Linked DNA regions of Oryctolagus cuniculus: region 1 is linked to region 2. Evidence: chromatin contacts called from public Hi-C data. All regions are on one chromosome and are shown on one strand. Each heading gives the region's core, a stretch centred on a gene start, on an enhancer-like site or on the middle of the called end of the contact. The rest is flanking DNA. Distances are from core to core; before and after follow the strand shown.

Region 1 (4,088 bases), core at 259-2,758, 480 kb before region 2:
GCCTTCGGATTGGCACAACTCTGGCCGTTGCAGCCATCTGAGAGTGAACCAGCATATAGAAAACCTCCCTCTCTCTCTCTCTCTCTCTGTCTCTCTCTCTCTCCTTCTGCCTCTCTGTAACTCTGCCTTTCAAATAAATAAATAAATCTTTAAAAAAAACTTCAAAGCCTTGCATTTGCTGGTTTTTAATATTTGAAAGTGTGAGAGTCGACCGCCCGAAAAACGTCACCAAGAGACATCTCTTATGCAAACAGCAAGGGGAAGCTTTATTGATTATCCAGCATGCTGGGGCTGTCTGATCATCATGAGCAGAGCAGCCCCGAATAACCAAAGGTTAGGGTTTATAAAGGCAAAAACCGCAAAACCGGGAAGGGGAAGAGAATACACGGTTGTTAAGCGGTTGCTAAAGTCTTACAATCAGCAATTATGATCTTAAGACATAGACAAATCACATCTTTATTATTAGCCCAGGTAACCCAGGTGTAACCTTTTTACTTTTAAGCTTGAGCAATCATGCTAGGGGGTTTTTGTGCGTTGCCAAGGGTGATGTAGTGTACTGCTATTGTCCGACTATTTGAGATCATAGTTTCAGACCAGAGTCTCATGGTGGGGGGGTTGCTTTCCCAGAATGCAGTCTCAAGTGCTCCAAAATGGAGTCCCTACTGTCAAGGTGCTACTTTACTCTGTCTTATTTTCACAGCTGCACCAGGAAGGTTTTTAAACCTGTAAGCTTAAGCTTTAACTCTTCAAAAGCTGTGTAGCAGATTGATTAAACTGAAACTCTGCAGGCCACATGACACTCCAGCTCTGACACTTACAAGTCATTACCTGAAGTCAGGTTACTAATCCCATCTAAACCTTAACTTTCTCATCTGTAGAATGGGACTAATAATACCTCACAGCACCACTGCAGGTCCTACGAGCAATGACATACGTAAAGAGCCTGCCACTTAGCAAGCACGCCACGGCAGCCCATTTCATGATTTGTTCAGCACTTGCTTAGACATCTAGGAGCAGTCTTATTACTAGAAGTGTTACACAAACTTCATTTAGGCTTAGGGCATAATGTATAATAGAGCTAATTTTCCTAACCAAATGATTTATTGGGGGGAGCACATTTAAAAAGATTTAAATTTGCATAATAAAGTAAATCATCAGTAACCAGCAACTGCATTGGGCCAGCCTGTGTCAGACTTACAGCATCTGCAAAAGCCAGCACCCAGCAACTGTCAGCAGCTAGACTTGGGGATGGCAGGACGTCCTATAAATGCACAAATCAAATGTCACACTGCGTGAGTAGAAGCCTCAGTCAGCTGAAACGTTTGTGACACAGTCCACCCTGTAGATGGGCATTCCGGGGCATGCCCAGACTGCCAGCCCCTCCCCCTGCCCGTGCCTCCAGCCACTGCTCATGACCCTGGGGTTGGCTGGGATCACATCAGAACCTTCTGCCCGCCCACAGCACATGTGCCTTCTGGGAGCTGTTACAAAACCCGCTTTCCAGTGCCCCGACTCTAAGCGTGGCGTGGTTGCTTGTTGTTTTTTCCAGACCTACTCTGGAGACTCACAGGTCTGCAATATCCAAATACCTCGAACATACAGTCACGCTGAAACCGGCCTCGGAGAAAAGGCAGCCTTGTTCCCCCAGCAGGCTAGGCCCCAGTGCTGGGAGCTGTCTCCACAGGACACCAAGGAGGTCAGTCTCATCCATTTAGTGAAACAAAAACCAGTCAAACCAGTTGTTTGGCGTCACAGGGACCAAGGACAAATAAACCAGAAAACAGATGGTGACCAAAAGAAAGAGAGACTGCCAGCTTGCATAAACTGTGGGTCTTGTTTCAGGCCCATCCTCTTTGGGAGGCACAGAGCACATTAAAAGCTGGACTTGGTTTGACCACTTTCCCACATCAAGGCTATGATGTTCTCAACCAAAGGAGTCCTTCAAAGGCCGTGTGTGGAGCTGGCATTGCAGGAAAAGCTCCTCCCCGCGCTCACCTGGAAAGCAAGTCTCCCTGTCTTTGTTCCAGAGACTGAACCTCAAGGAGGATCTTTCGTTTGATATTTCCCCATGACAGACACCAGATAAAGCTCCTGTGGAGGAGGGGGTGCCAGGTGTTGTGACACAGCACGTAAGCCACTGCTTGGGTCTCCGGTGTCCGGGATCAGAGTGCCTGGGATCCAGCCCCACCTCTGCCTCCACTTCTGATCCAGCTCCCTGTTACTATGCCTGGGAGGCAGCAGCTGATGGCTCAGGTACTTGAGTGCCTCCCATCCACGTGAGAGACCGAAATGGAGTCCCTGGCTCCTGGCTTCAACCTGGCCCGGCTGCAGCGGTTTAACTAATAGATGGAAGGTATCGAGAGAGAGAGAGAGAGAGAGAAGAGAGAGGGAGAGAGAGAGTGTTTAATAGATGGAAGGTATCTCAGAATGTGTGTGTGTGTGTGTGTGTGTGTGTGTGTGGTTTAACTAATAGATGGAAGGTATCTCTCTCAGTATCTGTGTGTGTGTGTGTGTGTGTGTGTAACTCTGCTTTTCGAATAAAAAAATAAATAAAACTTTCTGAAAAAGACAAGGTCTGTGATATGCTAATATGGCAGCCAACACCGTTATCTGAGGGTGTTTTCCCCATGTTTGCCTCCTTACTGAGTGGAGGCTCCAATTCACAAGCCCTTATCACCCATCAGTGGCCTTTGGCCTTTGGTCTTCTTCTAGACACAGCTCCTCCCAGCAATAAATACGGTTGGTAAATGTTCATGCTGTTTCTTTGAAAAAGAATCAATTATATGTTCCTCCTTATTGTGTATGCAAGAAAAGCTTAGTGTACAACTCATTCATGTTTCCTGCTGAACTGCTGATAAGCTTCCAGTTCTAAAAAGTTACTACGCTCCTACAGGAAACACTATCCCTCCTCTAACTTTACTCCATTCATTCCACCCCTAGTTGTTCCACAGGATTTTGAACAGTGACAAAAAAATCAACCTGTTGATTTTCCTACTTTAAAAAAAAATCATATCTTGCTTGAGTTTTGTCTTCTAAATCTCAACATTCAAATTTATTTTTCAATTTTATTTATTTATTTTCAGTCTATTTGAAAAGAAGAAAGACAAAAACAGAAAAAGAGAGACCTTCCATCTGTTGGTTCACTCCCCAAAGGCCTACATCAGCCAGGAGCCAGGGACTCCATCCAAGTGTCCCACGTGGATGGCAGGAACCCAAGTCCTTGAGCCACCACTACTGCCTCTCAACCCGCACATTAGCAGGAAGATGGATTGGCAGAGCTGGGACTTGAACTCACGTATTCTGATGTGGGATGCAGGCATCCCAGGCTGTGTCAACCACTGCACAAATGCCCAACCCCTGAATCTCCACATTTCAAACCCACATCCACCTGCCTAAAGTGAATATTAGGGATACTCCCTCACCCTTTTTCAAGTGTCTTTCATAAAGAAAATCTTTTTTTTTTTTTTGACAGGCAGAGTGGACAGAGTGGACAGTGAGAGCGAGACAGAAAGAAAGGTCTTCCTTTTCCGTTGGTTCACCTCCCAATGGCCACTGCGGCCGGCACACCACGCTGATCCGAAGCCAGTAGCCGGGTGCCTCCTCCTGGTCTCCCATGCAGGTGCAGGGCCCAACAACTTGGGCCATCCTCCACTGCACTCCCGGGCCACAGCAGAGAGCTGGCCTGGAAGAGGAGCAACCGGGACAGAATCCAGAGCCCCGACCGGGACTAGAACCCGGGGGTGCCGGTGCCACAGGCGGAGGATTAGCCTAGTGAGCCTAGTGAGCCGCAGCGCTGGCCTCATAAAGAAAATCTTACCAAACATATGAAACAGTACTAACACAAGGCCTGTAACTACTGATGTAATGGAAGCATGAAGTTCTCGTTCCAGCAGACTGTGGAAGCCATCACAGCCACTAGAGTTGACAGCCAGCCCGAAGGCCCTCTCCCAGAGACCCTCGTTTCTCCCCGGTCACCACCCGGGCCAGAGGCAGCAGGGATCCGCCTGCTTACAGGAGGAAACTAAGACCAGAGAACCATTCAGTGCACGCTGGGGAGAGGAGCTGCTCCCTTGTCGGCTCCTCACAGC
Region 2 (4,039 bases), core at 1,130-3,629:
TACTACAGTCCTCTGCTTTGTGCTCTGACCTCTCTGATCAAGCCAATCTTGATTAATCCAGTTACAATATAACTAGATGAATAAACTAGGCTCCAGAGGTGAGACACTGAGTTAAAACTTTGATGTGACTCTGATCAAACCTTCAAACCCCTCAGCATATGCTAGAACCTAGCCAAGAGCACTTCAGGCTAAATCTTTTTTCACATCCCCTGTTACTTTCCTTTTCCCTCTCATTTCTAACCCTTGCATTTCATTTTAATGCTGTACAATCTTTATCATTTCAGAAACAAAGCAAAAATATAGTACAAATACAGTTGTACAATTCAGAGTACAATCTGACACTTAAAGGAGTTTCTTAATTTTGAAGTAGTACAAATGGGTGGAAGGGTACTCTGTTTGCCTTTTATTTCCAGATAGCCTAAGCTACCCACCAAAAGGCACAAAAAAAGTCAGATGGCAGAGCAATGCTCAGTATTTGCTTCATGTAGTATAGTGCTTACACATGCCTGCCTCAGACAGCTAAATTAAGAAGAGCAAAGAGTGTACTTTGTGCTGAAGATGTTACATACTTGCTATCTTGTGCCATAGGATGCAGGTTTGTTTACTACACATAACAGGTCCTAACCCATTGCTTTGAAGGAACTCCAGTGATCTCCCAGGAAATAGTTGGCTCTTCATGAGACTGCCACTCCAGGTGGCTGGGAGATCTGGGAGGAGAGGGGTGGGAGGCATTCATCTTTGTACCCTTTGATCTATGGTGGCCATTCATTACCCCTTCTGGGACCAGTCTGCCCTGCACTTGCCAGAACGCAGTGTCCCCTCCAGCACACACACCATTCTTGCCTGAGCTAATCTGTGGCATTTGTGGTTCTCAGTTCCATCATCTAATTTAGATTTTAACTCTGACCTTTTTTCTAATTGCTGCATTTCATGATCTGCCATCTTTTTTGGTGTTTAGTAAATACTAGAAAAAGTGGTTAGATGATAAACTGTAGGGTTCATAGATTCATGGCTGTGTCCCCTGTTAACTGTAGAAACCATCGTTTTGTAATCACTGCTATGGAAAAGTATAGAAAGCAGCTTTGGATTCAGAGATCTTTGTAACTTGTTTTGTGCAAAGCCTTCCTGGGTGCAGGGTTGATCTGGGCTAGTATGGATCTGATTTGTTTCATGTAATTGGGCCTCCCAAGTAGGATTTTACATGAGCTAAAAAGATCTGAAGACTGCTGGTGCCAGTGGTTTAGTGCTTCCACACAGTGTACTTATTGACCTCAGCGTTGCTCGCATGTAAGAAGAAAAGGTCCTTATTTACCTATAAACTTTTTCTGAAAATAGTACTTTTAAATTATTTTGTTCTCATCTTCAGTGTTCCAGAAATGAGTAAAAGATAAGCTTAAATGCTGAGTTTAATTTGCTCCACGATCATCTGACTTGAGTTTGAACCTTGGGTCCACCAATTCTTTGTGATTTCAGAAAAGTTGCATAACCTTTCTGTGCCTCCTAAGCTTCCTCCTCTTTGAGGTCCCTCTGAGATTTATATGTGATACTGTACGAGAGTAATTTAAAAACTTCATAGATACTGGAATCGAGATTTTATTTTAGTGCAAAAAAGGTTTGAAATCCATGCATCTAAGATACATGCAAAGAAGTTCATGGAAATGTATATTTGGGGTGGGGGGGGGGCTAGGGGACTATGGTTTTTGTTGTTGTTTTTGACCAAATTCATTTTATCTCTGAATTGTGTTTTTCCTGAGCTTTTTGGATTACCCTCAGGAGATGAAGTGTTGATTTTGGTGAATTATTAGATTTGTGTAATTTCTCTCAAGTAGTTCACTGGAAATCATCAAATGCTCATATGAAGCCAAAAAAATTCAGCATTTAATAACTCATTTTAGTACCCACAATGTTAGTACAACATAAACAGAGAAAGATCACTGTTTTCCTGTTTAAGTAATGTTTTGAAGAGTAAGGTGATTATATTGGGTACAGCTGTTCTGAAGGAGGGCAGTGTTGGGTGACTTCTCCTCCAGAACATTATTTGTAGTTTTTAGGAGCCCTCCATTATAAGAACACTCCTGTGTGGGTGCCATGCTCCTCGGCTTCTGAGGTATGCCAAGGACGCTCAAGAAGCAGTCCAGGAAAACTGCACTCTCTGCACAACGTGTGGCCAATATTTCTCAAAAACGGAGTCACTTTAATAGAGACCCCAGTGACGGGCAGAGGATCCAAAAGTGTGATAACTACTGCAGTTTCCTCAAACATTTTTGAGGTTCTTTCTTAGAAGAGATGCTTTCTGGCACAAGTAGTAAGTACATGTCTGCTTCTGGTGTCTCTCGGAAGAAGCCAGGATTCCCCTCAGTTCCAGCTGCTTCCATGTTGTCATGGTGATGAGATCCCCTCAGTTCCAGAGACTGCAGGAACTCTAGCTTCTCCTTACGCTGCATCTGTGGCTCCCAGTAAAGTGGAATAAGATCTGAGGACCTTCTGTGGGCCCTGTTCAGCTCTGGAGGTTGTAGTAGTGCTCCCTAGCCTTTAGGAATTGTGACAAATGGGTACTCAGGAAACAGTATTGGCTAACTTAAATTATTCATCATTAAAAACCCCAAATTCTGATAATTGCCCTTTCATTCTCTAGGGACATTCCAGCTACATCACACACCTTGACTGGTCCCCAGACAACAAGAATATAATGTCTAACTCTGGAGATTATGAGATATTATACTGTGAGTATCAGTGATCACACAGATGTCTGTCAGGCATGCTGACGAACAGGCTGCATGGAGCTTGAATTGCAGAGAGAACGGACAGGCTTCTGAGCTAAGCAGTAATTTCAAATGTAGTTCCTGTCTTCAAGAAAGTAATCAATTGAATTGTGTAGAACTGAAGGCACATGTAATAGGAATTAGTGGGGTTGATGCTGCTCTGAATGGTTTTAAGCATAATAGATGGACATAGGGCTTCAAAGGAAAAAAAAATTCCTGTTAAACACGTGGAAAAAATGTTTATATGTGCCTTAATGTTTGTCAGTGTATATATTATAAATCAAAGTGAATGTGGTTAGTTTGAGTCAAGATGTACTTTCAAATACATTTGTTACACAGTACTATGATTATACTTCCCGTTTCCAAATTTAAGGGGACATTCCAGGCGGCTGCAAACTAATCAGGAACCGATCAGATTGTAAGGACATTGATTGGACGACGTACACCTGTGTGCTAGGCTTTCAAGTCTTTGGTAAGAGCATGCATGACACCTGACATGAAGAGGTGCTTTGTGAGATTTTGATACATAATCCTAATTTGTGTGACTTTATAAATGAAAGTCTGATTTTTTTAAAAAAAAGATTTGCTTTTATTTATGTGAAAGGCTTGGTGACAGAAAGACATCTTCCATCTACTGGTTTACTGCCCCAAATGGCCAGGGCTGGCCTAGGCTGAAGCCAGGAGCCTAGAACTTCACTTGGATCTCCTATGTGGGTGGCAGGGGCCCAAATACTTGGGCCAACTTCAGAGAACTGGATTGGGAGCAGAGCAGCCAGGATTCAAACTGGCACTCTGATACAGAATGCCAGCATCACAGGTAGCAGCTTAGCCTGCTTTGCCACAACTCGGCCCCTATTTATTTTCTTTAGTGTTATCACTATTAATTTTCTCAGGCACATTAGCAAGAAGCTGGATTGGAAGTAGGGAAGCCAGGACTTGAACCAGCATCCATATGGGATGCCAGTGCTGCAGGCCCCCACATCCAAGTTATTTTGCAAATATACTTTCTTTCACTTCTCTTGAGCAGGATCGCTGGGTCATACGGGAACTCCATGACTTTCTGAAGGATTGCTGCACTGCTTCTAAAGCAGCTGCACCCCCAGCCTCCCCAGCAGCAGTGCTGACTGAGGGTCCACTTTCTCCAGGTCTTACTCTTTTGCCGATGATGTCCCAGTTGTCCCAGCATCATTTATAGACAGACATTTTAATTAGCGATTATTCAAAGATAAAATTTGGAGATTGCTCTTCATCTGATGTTTTGGACATTTTAGAAATCT

What was found. Hi-C and Micro-C count contacts between places; a contact is called where the count stands out from the background.
Region 1: a contact with region 2 is called in a Hi-C map of an unstated tissue, with 3 times the contacts expected there. The contact joins two enhancer-like sites. A contact is called at or near these places in 4 of 6 Hi-C or Micro-C datasets (ear pinna, psoas muscle, skin fibroblasts and 1 more).

What each region holds. Positions count from the first base shown.
Region 1 is chr2:160,768,886-160,772,973 of mOryCun1.1, reverse strand. No RefSeq gene overlaps it. Among named protein-coding and RNA genes, the nearest start is that of PKDCC, 170 kb to the right of the region's middle. Within about 2 kb of position 1,508, at least 1 of the 8 cell types and tissues checked has an H3K27ac peak or open chromatin away from gene starts, as enhancers often do.
Region 2 is chr2:160,293,096-160,297,134 of mOryCun1.1, reverse strand. EML4 (EMAP like 4) reads left to right here. Exons shown (of 25, transcript XM_070069208.1): 22 at 2,636-2,723; 23 at 3,136-3,234. It overlaps LOC138848639 (a long non-coding RNA gene), which reads right to left. Exons shown (of 2, transcript XR_011386671.1): 2 at 1-4,039. Among named protein-coding and RNA genes, the nearest start is that of COX7A2L, 40 kb to the right of the region's middle. Within about 2 kb of position 2,379, at least 1 of the 8 cell types and tissues checked has an H3K27ac peak or open chromatin away from gene starts, as enhancers often do.